Regions from separate parts of the Ovis canadensis genome. Here region 1 is linked to region 2. Evidence: chromatin contacts called from public Hi-C data. All regions are on one chromosome and are shown on one strand. The core of a region is the stretch at or near the end of the contact, and the rest is flanking DNA. Distances in the headings are between cores, read along the strand shown. Region 1 has its middle 66 kb from the start of PJA1. Region 2 holds the start of EFNB1 (ephrin B1).

Region 1 (6,272 bases), core at 1,467-3,966, 420 kb before region 2:
GGGGTCGCTAAGAGTCGGACACAACTGAGCGACTTCACTTTCACTTTTCACTTTCATGCATTGGAGAAGGAAATGGCAACCCACTCCAGGGTTCTTGCCTGGAGAATCCCAGGGACGGGGGAGCCTGGTGGGCTGCCGTCTATGGGGTTGCACAGAGTCGGACACAACTGAAGCAACTTAGCAGCAGCAGCAGCCACTCTATCAGCCTGCGGCTGAGTCGCCTTTTCTTTTTTAATTTTTATTGAAACATAGTTGATTTACAATGTTGTGTTAGTTTCAGGTATATAGAAAGTTGATTCAGTCATATATATGTGTACATATATGTATTACACACACATATCTATGTATTATACACAATATATATGTATTATACACAAAATATTTTCTTTTTCAGATTCTTTTACATTATAGGTTTTTACAAGATACTGAGTATATTTCCCTGTGCTATACAGTAGGTCCTTGTTGTTTACTTACTTTATATATAGTGGTGTGTATATGTTAATCCCAAACTCCTAATTTATCCTTCTCCCCTTTCCCCTTTGGTAACCATAAGTTTGTTTTCTATGTCTGTGAGTCTTTTTCTGTTTTGTAAATAAGCTCATTTGATCATTTTATTTTTCAGATTCTACCTATAAGTGATATCATATGATATTTGTCTTTGTCTGACTTACTTCACTCAGTATGATAATCTCTAGGTCCATCCATGTTGCTGCAAACGGTGTTTTATCATTCTTTCTTACGGCTAATGTTACACTGTATATATGTACTGCATCTTCTTTTTTTTTTTAAAAAAAAAAAACCTTTTATTTTATTTATTTATTTGACTGCACCAGGTCTTAGTTGCAGCATGTGGGATCCAGTTCCCTGACCAAGGATCGAACATGAGCCCCCTGCATTGAGAGCATGGAGTCTCAGCCACTGGGCCACAAGAGAAGTCCCTACCACATCTTCTTTATCCAAACTCAGCTGTCATTGAACACTTGCTGCTGTAAACACTTTACCAAAACCTCTCCAGTCCCCAATCTTGTGCTAGGCACCCTGAGGGACTAGAAGAAATAAGTGTATCAACCATGCCCTTGCTTTTGCAGTTTTAAAAGTTAGCTTCAGGGATGAGATTTCTGTGTTACTTGGAGAAGACAAAAATCAATATCCAGAAACACTGACTTAGATACCCTCACCTGTGGCACTGAGGCTGTCAGCAGGGGTGAGATATGGGAGGCTTCATGGCTTTCAAGGGGAGTCAGTGCTTGATCTGAACCTTGAAGGCTGGCAGGCTGAACTCAGGCAGGGCCCTCTGGCAGAGTGAGCAGCAGGAGAGAAGCCTAGTGATGGTGTACTGGTAAACCGGCTCTTTGCGTCCTGGGGGTGCGATTTGTACTATTTGTCAATTTCTGTGGTGTAAGTACTCCCTCCGTGGCCACTCTGAAGCTACTGATAGTTTAACAATCTGCTTGTAAAATTCCTGAATCGTTAACAAGTGACACTCAACTCTAGTACACCACTGCCTGTGGGTGAGAACGGGTTTGTTTCCAGGGCAGTAGGAGCTAGGCCTTGCAGGGTGGTGGGATGGAGTACTAGCTGACTAAGGTGGGGATGGCTCAGGAAATAGCTGGGTGCCAGCCACGTGCAGATTCAACTTAGCTATTGAGCTGGGCTCTTTGCTGGGCTCTGTGCCAGACATTTAACATGCACCAGCTCATTTAATCCTCACAACAGCTTTAAGAAGTGGCCATTCATTCACTGCTCCAACCATCCACCCCTCCATCTGTACTGAGCACCTACTATGTGTCAAACGCTGTTCAAGACACAGTGGCAGTGACAAAGTCATTGACCTAATGATGCTTATTATCTGAGTGGGAGGAAATAGATAAAGAACACATGTTTAAGTGAATTTAAAAAATTACAAATTGTGGTATTTGGATGGAAATGAAAGGTACTGAAATTGAGAACAAAGGGGCTACTGCTGTTTGAGATAGGGTTAAAGGGAAAATGTCCCTGAGGAGGTGATGTTTAAGAATGAGAAGAGGCCAGCAATGCAAGTGGTTGGGGTCAGAACACTGAGGTGACCAGAACAACGGGTACAAAGGTCCAGAGGTAGAAACGAGATCGGATTTCTAAAGCATTAAGAAGACCAGTGTGGCAGAGTTTGGTGAGTGAGAGAGTGTGGCCTGAAATGAAGCCAGAGATCATGGAAGCCTCGCAGGCCATGGTGAAGACTTTGAAGGACTCACAGTGGGGTTATCACATGAGGCAGAAGCTCATTCTGGCTGCAGTGTGAGGAATGGGTTCCAGAGAAGCAGGGAAGCCAGTTAGGAGACAGTGTGTGTAGGTAAATGTCGGGAAGCTAGGTCCAGGAGGGGGTGGGCCAGACAGAGAGAGGCAGAGGGATATGACCAAGATCATACAATTAATAAGTGGCAGATCCTCGATTCAAATCCAAGCGTCAGAGTCCATGCTCCTTCCTACACTGCAAGTGGTGTCCCAGAAGGAGATCCTGATTCTCTGACTTAGGCCCTCAAAGCCTGGGAAAAATTTTCCCTAAGCAGAGAAATTATGCAATAAAAGAGAGCTGTATCTCCTCATGTACATTTTTAACAGTTAAATAACTTGCTATCCAAATGTTCATACACTTCCCTTGAATGTGAGTTCCTTGTGGGCGGGGATCTGAGTCATGCAGGATTTCCAGCCCAGAGCTTTGACTTGAATCAAAGCAGGAGGAGTTCTTGAATCAAACGATGACTAGCTCTTCAGTACCCTGCCAGCTCTGGCTGTGTCTGGTTTGGCCTATCCAGGAAGACCTCTTGGCTGAGTACCACAGTGAAGGGAGGTCACTGCCTATCCAAATCCCTTTCTGAGCAGCACGAGCCCTCTGGGGCTGTCACCTGGAGGCGTAACAGGGCCAAACACAGCAACCCCGGCCTTTCAATCAGATCCAGTGCTGGCTCCTCTACTTCCCTGGGGTGTGAGCTCAGACAAGGGGCTGTACTTCTGTGCATCCTAGTTTCCGCACCTAGAAAATAGGACAATGAAGAGTTCTTGCCTCTGCAGGTCATTGCAAGGATCAAACAAGATCATGCAGAGAACAGGCTTCAGTGCCCAGCCCATAGTAGGTTCTCAAGGAGCTTCATTCCCTCATCTCAGATGCATGAGGTGCCTGAGGTATCACTAAGCCTGGGCTTCCTGATGAGTCCTGAGCCTGGCTGTGGCAGGTAAGCAGCTGAGAGTGGGGAGTATAGAACACCTTCTCCTCCCTTTCCCCACCTGCCTTCCACTCCCTCACACCCTCCTCTCCCCTGCCTCTGCCTTAAGCACCTGGGAGTTAACTAATTAGAACTAATTAGCTTCTCGTGCAATAAAACCCCAGCATGGAAAGGTTCTGTAGCTCAGGCCTCTGACAGTAATCATGTTAAGTAGATATTTATTTATCCCTTTATTAAGCAAGTCAATTAGCTTGAAATATCTGAGCAGCTGATTTTCAGGCCTGGGAGCTGGGCACGTGCTGTCAAGACTTGAAGGCCCCAACTGGGGCTCTTTTGTGTCTTGTTCTCCAAGAACCCCAAAGAAGCCAGGTTACAGAATGGCAGAGTTGGAAGAGTCGTGGGACACATGAACAGATTGGAGGCTGAGGCCCATATCAGGGGTAAGGACTTACCCAAGGTCACATAGTGGGATGCACATAACTGTTTGAGAAGGTAGAAGATATTAAGGAGTCCTATAAATGGCACCCACTGTATGCAATGGGAGCTCATGGGAAAAGGAGATCACCTTTAGTTTTGGACAAGGTGGGTGGTCAGGGAAAGCTTCACGAACAAGACAATATGCACTTTGACAAGAGGATATTGTAGGAAAGGGCATTCCTGGTAGAACGAAGCTGAGTGTCACATGCTAAGGACTGAATGCCAGCCAGCCAAGGTAAACATGTGACCATGGGATTGGAAGGCCAGCGGTGGGTGGCCCAGTTAGGAAGCTGGGCTCTGGGCAGGGAGGATGGAGACTGGACCAGTGACAGAGAAGGAACAGGCTTGTGAGGGCAAGTCGCTGCATCATTTGACACGACTGAGTGACGGAGCAACAACAGTCACACTTGCTGAGTACTACTGTGTGTCAGCACTGTGCGCTGGAGAAGCTTACAGTTGAATTAGGAAGGCAAACCTGCTAAAGAAAGAGTTCGACCCAGTGCAATAAGAGCTAGGGTTCTCTAGTTCTCTACTTCAGGAAGAAGAGATGTCTCTTCCATCCTACAGTGAGAGTGGAAAGGTGAGGCCAACTCTGCCTGCTGCTCTCAGAAATAGCTTCCCAAAGATGTTGGCAGAAGCGCCGAGAATTGATCAGGGACCGAGAAATAATTATCTAGTGTCTGCTGAGCACTTTTTGTCTTCCACATCCCTTTCACATACAGTATGTGTATTTTTAATCCCTCCAATATCTCTTTGGGGCAGAGAGGATAAACCCCATTTTACAGATGACAGAACAGGTTGAGTGATGAAGCAAGAAGTAACACCACAGAGTGTGGAAAAGGCACAGCTTTGGGAATCTGTGAGGTCTAAGTTCCATTTCCAGCTTTATTACTTAACTAGCTGTGTAACAGTAGGCAAGAAACTTTACCTCTTAGAGCCTCAGTTTTCCTACCCATAAAATGGGACGATACCTACATTTGATTCATTCAACAGTATTTGAAAATATAGCAAGTGCTCCACAAGTGTTAGTTGACTTAATCTCTGCCCTTAAATGACTTGCCTGAGGTCATACAACTAATCAAAACTCAAACCTAGGCCCTTCAACTCTAAAACCTATTCTATCTGTGAGGTTCTGACTCCCTTCAGAGGTGAGAGGAACGTTGGCATTAGGGCTGACCATGGTGGAAAGTCTTGGCTATATAAGGATAATAACCTATGTTTCCTCACCGTCAAAGGGAGCTACAAAGAGAAAGGCTAAGCTTACTCAAGCTAACAGCAAGGAGGATGGAGGCTAGACACTGGTATGATCTTGCTGAAGAGGTCATGAGTCACCAACCGGAAAAGCTGTGGCTTTGGGGGCCTGGGAGATCCCTAACAACAGGAATAATCCCAAGGAGACTGAGGTGGGGCGAGGCAACACCATCCAGAGGAAGAGGGAACAATGAGATCACCCAGGCTGTAGACTGGAAAGAACCCAAATGGGTTCTCTAGTCCAGCCCCCTGCCTCTGGGCAGAATTCTTCTAAAACCAGACAGATGAGAACCTCTCCTGCTTTTCAAGGTCTCCAGGGGAAAAGATTCCTCAGCTTTCCTTGGACATTCTGGAATAGGTTCCCATAGCTCGCTTGCAAAAAGTTCTTTCTTTTGGTTGATTACAATTTCTCCTGCTGCCAGGAGAAGCCTTTAGTTGCAAGGTGAGAAGGCTGCTGCCCCACTTCATGCCACCTGCCCCACTAAGCAGAAAGAAATGACCATGTCCCTTATTTGCTAACAAGCAGCTGCCAACTCCCTGGGGAAGGCGAGGCCAGCATCTCAGACCCTCCATAATGGTCCCACCAAGCTGTCCCAGCAGAGCGTTTGCCCAGGTACCCAGGCTTCCTCATCCCCAAACAGGCTGCCCCCGACCCCACCCTTGTGCCATTGCTGCCACTCTCCCTGCTTTTAGCCTGCAAGGCCTTTCTCCTTGGATTGCAGCTGATTACAATCCAGCACATCCTTCAAGGCTCAGTCAAAAGTCATTTCCTCATGGAAACCCTCCCTAATTTTTCCAGGGAGAGAAAACCACTCCCTCCTCCATTTCCATTTGTATTTATTTCACTTTGCCTGATATCAGAGGTAGTATTGGGTTGTGGGTCCAAGATGATTGGCCATTTCATAGGTTAAATCCAACTGTTTGCTTGCTTCCGCTCCTAGACTGTAGGGACTTCATTGTACTCATTCACACCCCTCCATGCTTATTGCTGCCCCTCCCCAACAGGGTGTGGAATGATGTTTTGTGCACCGAAGTGGCCAAAGCATGTTTACTGAATTTGTTGAAAAGTCATGATCACAAAATGAAAACATTTGGATGGGCCATTACCAAAGCCCACTCATACATTCTTGTCTCACTTAACCTTCACAACCAGTCTGTGAAGAAGGCTCTCATTTCCCATTTGAAACATGATACAGTTACTTACCCAGGATCATTCAGCCACTGGGATCCAGGATCCCTGCCTTTCCCAGATATAGTGAGCCTTGACCTGAACCCTGAAAGAACCCAAAGGCCTCCCCAGGATTTCTGCAACATCCAGAAGCTTTGCTGCCCAAATTCTGACTA
Region 2 (7,136 bases), core at 80-2,579:
CCAACCCCGCCGCACCCTTCCCCGCCCGTCCGCAGGGAAATACACTCGAAAAAGCCAGAGACAAAATAGGGCGCCGCTCCGCCTCTGAACACCTTCCCATAGGCGCTCGGGGGCGCGCGGCCTCACCCCGAAGGAGTGCCTCCCACCCTCAGGGACCAGAAGAGATAAGTTACTCACTTGGGGTTGAGAGAGCTCCAGGACACGGGCTCCAGATTCTTGGCCAGCGGCGTGGCGAGCCGGCATAACGCCAACACGACCATCGCGACAAGCCACTTGCCGAGCCAACGCTGGCCAGGACGGGCCATCTTCCCGGGGGCAGGCTGCACTTCGGGATCCCCTGGCACCTCCTCAGCAAAGCTGGCCTCGCCTTCCCGTGCCGCGCTGCTCTCTGAACCGCTCAGGCGCCCATCCTCCGCAGCCGCCGGCCTTGAAGTGCTCCCCTCCCGCCGGCTTTGGTGTCGCTCTTCTCCGCCCCGCCGGCCAGGAGGACTCACTGGGCAGCCGCCCGCAACTCCGGCATGAGCTGCGGCCTCCGAGGGCTCGTTCCCCTGGCCTCTCTGCCACACGAAGCGCGACGGGGGCTCTGCCCCCCACCGGAGGATCCCTTCCGATTCCGCTCGGCTCCCCGAGACTGTTTGGGACTGCGTGCCCTCTCCCCGACGGGGTCTCCCCGCTGGGGACTTGGTGGCCGCCCCGACGCCTCAACCGTCCTGGAATCGGCACCCCTGGGAAGAAGTGGGAGTCTCCCCACCACACAAGCTCGGTCTGGGGGCTCCCGACCGGGCCGCCCTTGCACGGGCTCCGTTCCTCCAGGCCACACTGGAACTCCGGGCTGGGCGCCCCCCGACAGCTTCGACTTCAGCGCGGGCCCCGCTTAGTGTATTTAGAAGAGCGGGGAGACGCTGCCGAGCAAGCCAGTCCCATCAGTTTGCGCCTCTGAAGCCTAGGCGTTTGGCCTGGCAGCCCAGTCGCCGAGTCCTAGCTTCCCGGCGACTGCGCCCGAGAGTCTGCGTTCAGTGCGAGGCTCACACACCTCCCACTGCTGTCCAGCACGCATAGACTCCCTCCGCTGCCGCTGAGCTGTCTACTCCCCTGCTCAGGCGTACGCAAGGCCAACCCTACTCGTTTTAGCCAATAGCAAGCTCCGTCACGGGGTCCTTGCCCCGCACCACGCCTCTAGAAGAGGAAGGGGGCGGGCTTTCGGGAACTCTTAAGGACGCCGCACTCTTCGATGGCACCAATCTGAGTGTGCGGCTCGTGCGGTTAGGGATGGGTTCCGCCTAGTCCTGTTCTCAGAGCGCTCTGCCCGTGGGAAGTTGGCGCTCCTCTAGAGTTGTTGGCCTGCTCTGCTCCCTGCGCGCCTGTTCAACACTCCGGCCCACTGCCCTGGGCCAGACAGGTCCTGTCACGAGTATCCCGGGAAAGTACTGCCATTCTTGTTACACACGCGAGCCCTGAAGTTTTTGCTCCATGCCCACCACTGGGGCAAAGATAACTTGTTTACTGCCTGTCCCTTCTCTCGCAGGACTCTGGTAGGCTTTCCTCCTTTCACCTTCACAGTGCAGTGTCCGCTTGCACATGGACCCAGAGTCCTGAACAGACAAATGGATATCGGTGGGTGGTGGAATCTCAGAGGGGTCAAGTAGGGGAAAGAGGAGGGTGGGGGAGAATTTCTTCGCCCCTGGGGACTAGGCCTTGGAAATCTTAACTTTGCAGAAGAGCCTTGTGGGACACCAGGGGCCCATATTTCTAGTCTTGTCCTGTCTGAAGGTATAGGCAAGGCCAGATAGGATAGGCCAGAGGGAATGAGAGGGCACCTCGATAAAGAATGACGCAAAGAGGAAAGGTTATAGGACAGAGGCACCTTTAGAAAATGCAAAAGCAGATGCCCTGGCCCCAGCACACCAGACTCCAGCGCCTCCCGGCCTCGCCATCTGGGTCTTTGTCTCCCAGCCCTGGCCTGTTCTCCCCGCCCCTCCTCGCTTCTTTGCTTATAACTTTGGCTCAATCCCATAGCTCAGACACTCCAGGTCCGACCCACTCTCCCTCGTCGGACCTCAACAGATGTACCCACATGCTAATGTCTCCCTCTACTGGACTTTTATAACACTGCCGGCGCCTGGGACCGACTGAGAGTACCCACTCCAACAGGAGCGTGGCACACACGAGCCTGGCACACGCGCTCGAGCGCAAGACCCAGGACAGGGGTAGTGGCCTTGGCTAGAACCGCGGTCCCCTGTGGGGAGGAAGAGAGAGCACTAGGAGGAAGATCTGAGTTTGGAGTTGGCTCAGGGATTGGCGAAGACTTAAAGTCTCTTTGCTGCTGTTTTATGGAGATAATTAGAGACAGTCCTGAAGTGCTCTGCCATTTACACAGTTTCCTGTCCTCTCACTTAAAGAGGAGGGTGAGTTACCGACTTTCTCACTGGATCCTCTGATGACCTCTTTGGTTCATAAAGTGGACCTATATTTGGGGGAAACAAAGAGAGGCAAGTGGGTTATTCTCACTTTCAGGAGAGGAAATGGGTTACTCTCACTTTCAAGGAACAGGGCCTAGAGGAAGAGGAGGATATGGGTAGAAATAGAAGAGGAGGAGCTGTTTAGGGTCTCTCACCTCCCAGCTGGATTCCTTAGTAGGGTGTGAGCAAGGAGAGACAAGAACAAGGTGCAGGGACTCACCAATAGACCAAGTTGGAGACTAGGATTGTCCAAAGGGCATGGAAAGACAGCAAAACGTGAGGATGGAAAACAACTTGCCACTAACTGAGTGCCTACTATGTTCCAGGAACCATGGTAGAGGCATTTCCCTTCACAATCCTTTGAGATGAGTTCCACGATCCCTATTTTATGTAAGAGGGAAAACTAAGGCTCAAGGGGAAGTGACTCATTTGAGGTCATGGAGCTGATTGATGGTAGAAGCAGAATTTGGCCCCAGACTTCTCTGTCTCCTAAGCCTGTGCCCAGTTTTCTATACCATACTGAGTCACTACATTTCCAGCCCCTCTTCTTGCTTACTTGCTTACTTACTTCATTCCTGGTTGAAAGCTGGTTAATGCCTGGAAAGCAGCAACCTTCAGGATGGCCAGGACTTTACTCTTCACTCACAGTCCTCTGAGGGGTTTCTAGGCCTGGGGAAGTTCATCTATGTCCCTGGCCATATCCCCAAGTTCTTAGCTAAAGTCACCCACCATCAATCCCAGAACCAGTCTCAGATTCCACTGCTAACATGCCCAATGCCCCTCAGGAGGTGAGCCTAGGTGGGGGGCTGATCAGGTGGCAGATGGGGCAGATGAAGCTATGCTGCCAGACTTGGGAAGCCTGGGAAGACAGCAGCAGCTCCTGAGTGTGCCAACACTTCATCCTGGGTGGGGAGGGCACAGAGGAAAGAAGAGAGGACTCTGTGTCTAGGCCTGCTTCACACACTGGTCACCGCTGGTCATGGTGCAGCCTTTCTGCCTCAACCTGCCTACTGGAGCCTCTGTAGCAGGGCTGGGCCTATTCCATGCTGCAGCCAGGGCCAATGACTCCAGGATCCCACCTCCTGCTCCACCCTAGCAGGGCCTCTTATGTAGTGATTCATGCCCCCTAAGGTAGGGAAAATTACTCCCCAGGGAAGCTGAAAAGGAAGTCAGGATCTGTTGGGGATGTGGACCCTCTCTTATCCAAGCTCACTATCCTAGTGGCAGTCACACACGTTCCCAAGCCTCCCAGATCAGTGTCACTGAACACACACACCCCTCAGGGTTAAAGTCCACCAGGGTTTCCTGAGCACTGATCCTGTGATTGCCTCTGAGCTGAGATCCAAAGAGGAATCCCACCAAGCCCTGCCTTCAGGAATCTCCAAGCAGATGGAAATCTGTATGTAGGGGCCTTCTGAACCCAGGGGTGCCAAAAAACATCTGGCAGCTGCAGGAGGCCTCAGGTGTCATAACAGCCCCCCAGAGAGCTACATAACTCAGCTTCTCACACCCATGGGAGGCATGGAGTTATGGACTTCAGAGCCATAGAGTTCACTGCTTATCAATTGTATCTCCTTGGTCAAGTCGCTTCCCCTGTGTGCTTCAGTTAACTCTTCTGTAACCTGGAGATCATCTCTCATTCATGGAACTGTGCTGAGCGGGGAGTGAGATAATGCACAGAAAGGTCTCAGCATCACAGCCAGCCCACCATGGTGCTTACTAAATGGAAACTATTATTCCTCCACAGAGCCTCCCACAGAGACACCCTCATTCCCAGTCACACATGTTCTCACCCGTTCACACATGCTTTATGTGCCACGTGCACATTTTTTTAGCTCTTCTCATATTCTCACACATGTACATATTCACATATGAACTCACTGTCTTCCTTGCCTATAAATTCACACAGCACCAGCTGTCAGGCCTGGTTCCTAACCCTACGGGACATAGAGTCTAGCCTCCACATTTTCTCATGGGACTGTCCTGTCCATGTGCATGAACACTCACGCCCCCTCTCTTATTACTGTGGCCCTTGTCCTTGACCTTTCCTTGTCTTTGTACTCTGAGACAGAGAAGTGACCTTCCTCACCTAAAGCCACACAGCCAGGGAGAAGAAGAGTCAGGATTCAAACCTGGGCCATAGAGCTGCGTAACTTGAGCTTAGACACATGACTCTACTCGAATACTCCAGGGCCCTGGAAAGGAATATGTGTCAAAGTGTGGACCTTGTACAGTGAAGGGTCAGAGGACAGGAAGCCTGCCCTGAGGCCTGGGGTGATGCCAGCTGGGACTACGCCATGAGGCTAGCAGCCCTCTCTCCTGTCTACGGTCATCTCTGGCCTATCCTAATCCTCCTGTCATCCCCTTGAAGACCCACAGCCTCTGCCTGCATTGTCTTCACAGATATACACAACTGATCCCTACAGGGAGAGGGAGAGTTGTGTTTCTTGAACCCCATCTGTATGCCAGTCACTGTAGCTGGGCACTCTCACCCTTGATGCTATGCTATCTTTGTTTAATTCTCACAACATCCCTGAGATTGATATTGATAGGCCTATTTTAGAGAAGAGAAAACTGAGGCTCCAGGCTCAATCAGGCTGCACACCCTGCCCCTACCACCCTCAGCCTGCGGAGCCCTCTCTTATCCAGCCAACTTCTTTGTCCCACTAGCCGCTTCTCTCCTGGTCTTCCTCTGCCTTCACTGCCCTCTAGCAGAGACCACCTGGGGTCTGTGTTGAGCTCAGGCTGTCCTCCCTCCCCAGTGAACACCTTGCTTTTCCCAAATCACTCTTATCTCTGGGTCAGGCTCAGGGCAAGCCCAGGGTGGGAGCCTTTCTACTCTTCCTCCCACCCCTCTCCTGGCTGCACCACACCCCAGACCAAGCCCCAGGTAGGTGAGCCCTGCTAGTCTAGTTTCACTGTAGCCATGGCAATTCCCAGTGTCTGGGGAAAGAGAGGGTAGTCCCAAAAGCCAAGAGTTCAGCCAGACGTTCAGTCCCTGGTCCCTGCCCCAGCTTCAAGCCTCGTTTATGGGTGTGTGCACTGAGATTACCTTGATCTTCCAGGTGTCAGCCTGGCTCCAGATCATGCTGTTGGCAGGATGACACCACAGATAAGAGACCTTTTCTTCCTGAGATGGGCCTGCCCTCTCCCTCCCTCCCTCTCTCTTTATCCCCTCCTTGCACCTCATTACCCTACCTTGAACTCCTAGAAATCTGTCCAAAGCCCTTGGGCCCACACAGGAAAATGACCTTCCCCTGTGCCTGAAAAGACCCTGGAACAGGGGATTTGAAGGCAGCGCATGGCTACGGGTGGCATGGCAGGTAGCACAGGCTCTGGACTGCAGCTGGAACCCTTGGCTCCTTGAAGGCCTCATCTTTGGATATCCCTGAACTGTGTGTCACTGATCTGGGTTCAGCTTACTCTGACAGTCTCTCCTGTCCTTGCTTTCTGGCCCCAGGGTGGGCAGCTATGGGGGAAACTCTGCAGCATTCCAGCCTGGCCCACCTATCACTCCCTCACTCCGGTTACCTGGGGAATGTGCAAAGAGGGGCTGGGCCATTCATCACAGTCAGGGGCTCAGGAATTCAGGGTGGGGAGCAGCCATTGTCCCCATCTGTTGCTAACCCCAGCTTAGCTCCCCATCTCAGAGAACTAGTAAGCCCAGAAGAGGACAATGCTGGCTGCAGAAATGGCATCTTTGCCCAATCCTGCTCCTGGCTCCTTAGAGAACACACTGGACTTGTGTGGCCCCATGAACATAGGGAATAAAATTCCCTTGGAGGAACACCCAAAGCAGAGCAAATATTTGAACAACCTGAGGAACCAAGGGAAGAGGCAGTGCTTCCTCCTCTCTCCAGCCCTCCTAATTCTTACCCCTCACTAGCCTATGAACTCACTTCCTATCTCCCAACCTACCATAAGGGTTAAAGGGTCAGCAATATGTAATTATAGTTTTTCAGTGAAGTAAAAAAAAAAAAAATGGTTAAAGGGTCAGGTCTGGGCTTTCTCAACTGATAAACCCAAGCCTACTGGTAGAAAGGTCATGAGCCCATGGGCCATCCTGAGGCGAGATAAGGGACTGGACACAACTGGCCAGATAACCAAAGGCAAATATATGGCACCCAGGCCCACTACCCTCCAGCTGCCCCTGAGCCAACCAAGCCAGGATCTCTGACATTGAAACCTCTGCTCCCCACTCTCTACTTAGTCCAGCTTGGTTTAGAGACCTTCCTTCTCATCTTTAATCATCAGGACCCCAGTGTCCAGGCTCAATGTACCTCCCAGGGAAGGTCCAATTTCTTTCTATGCCTTTAGTCTCCCAACCAACCTCCCTCACCCCACCCCTGCCATACCTCCTCCTCCCAAGTGCTGACCAAGTTGGGGCTGGGTGAGGCCTCAGTTGACAAACCACCCAGAATCTTCCTCACAATGAAGCCACCCCCTCCTCGGAGGAACATAAATCTCCCTGGCCTGGCTTGTTTTTCTTTCACAGCTGCTCTCCTGGACACAAAGCAGAGACTATGGCAGCCCCAGGCTTTAGCCAGAACTGGAGATGGGGGTGGGGATGTGGAGAGGGAGGGAATTTTCCTCCTTAGGTTGGTGTTCTGGGCAGGGGTGGGGAAGTCAGGAAGCTCTGGGGCTTCTGAACTGAGTGTCTCGGGGGGATTAGGGCTC

Evidence for each region. Hi-C and Micro-C count contacts between places; a contact is called where the count stands out from the background.
Region 1: a Hi-C map of fibroblasts shows a contact between it and region 2, with 7 times the contacts expected there. The contact joins the enhancer-like site here to the promoter of EFNB1 in region 2. A contact is called at or near these places in 2 of 2 Hi-C or Micro-C datasets (fibroblasts and lung).

What each region holds. Positions count from the first base shown.
Region 1 is chrX:63,453,580-63,459,851 of ARS-UI_OviCan_v2, reverse strand. No RefSeq gene overlaps it. Among named protein-coding and RNA genes, the nearest start is that of PJA1, 66 kb to the right of the region's middle. Within about 2 kb of position 2,716, the one cell type or tissue checked has open chromatin away from gene starts, as enhancers often do. A contact at or near this core is called in fibroblasts, where this site is marked.
Region 2 is chrX:63,034,916-63,042,051 of ARS-UI_OviCan_v2, reverse strand. EFNB1 (ephrin B1) reads right to left here and starts at 1,329. Exons shown (of 5, transcript XM_070290280.1): 1 at 178-1,329. The coding sequence starts at 305.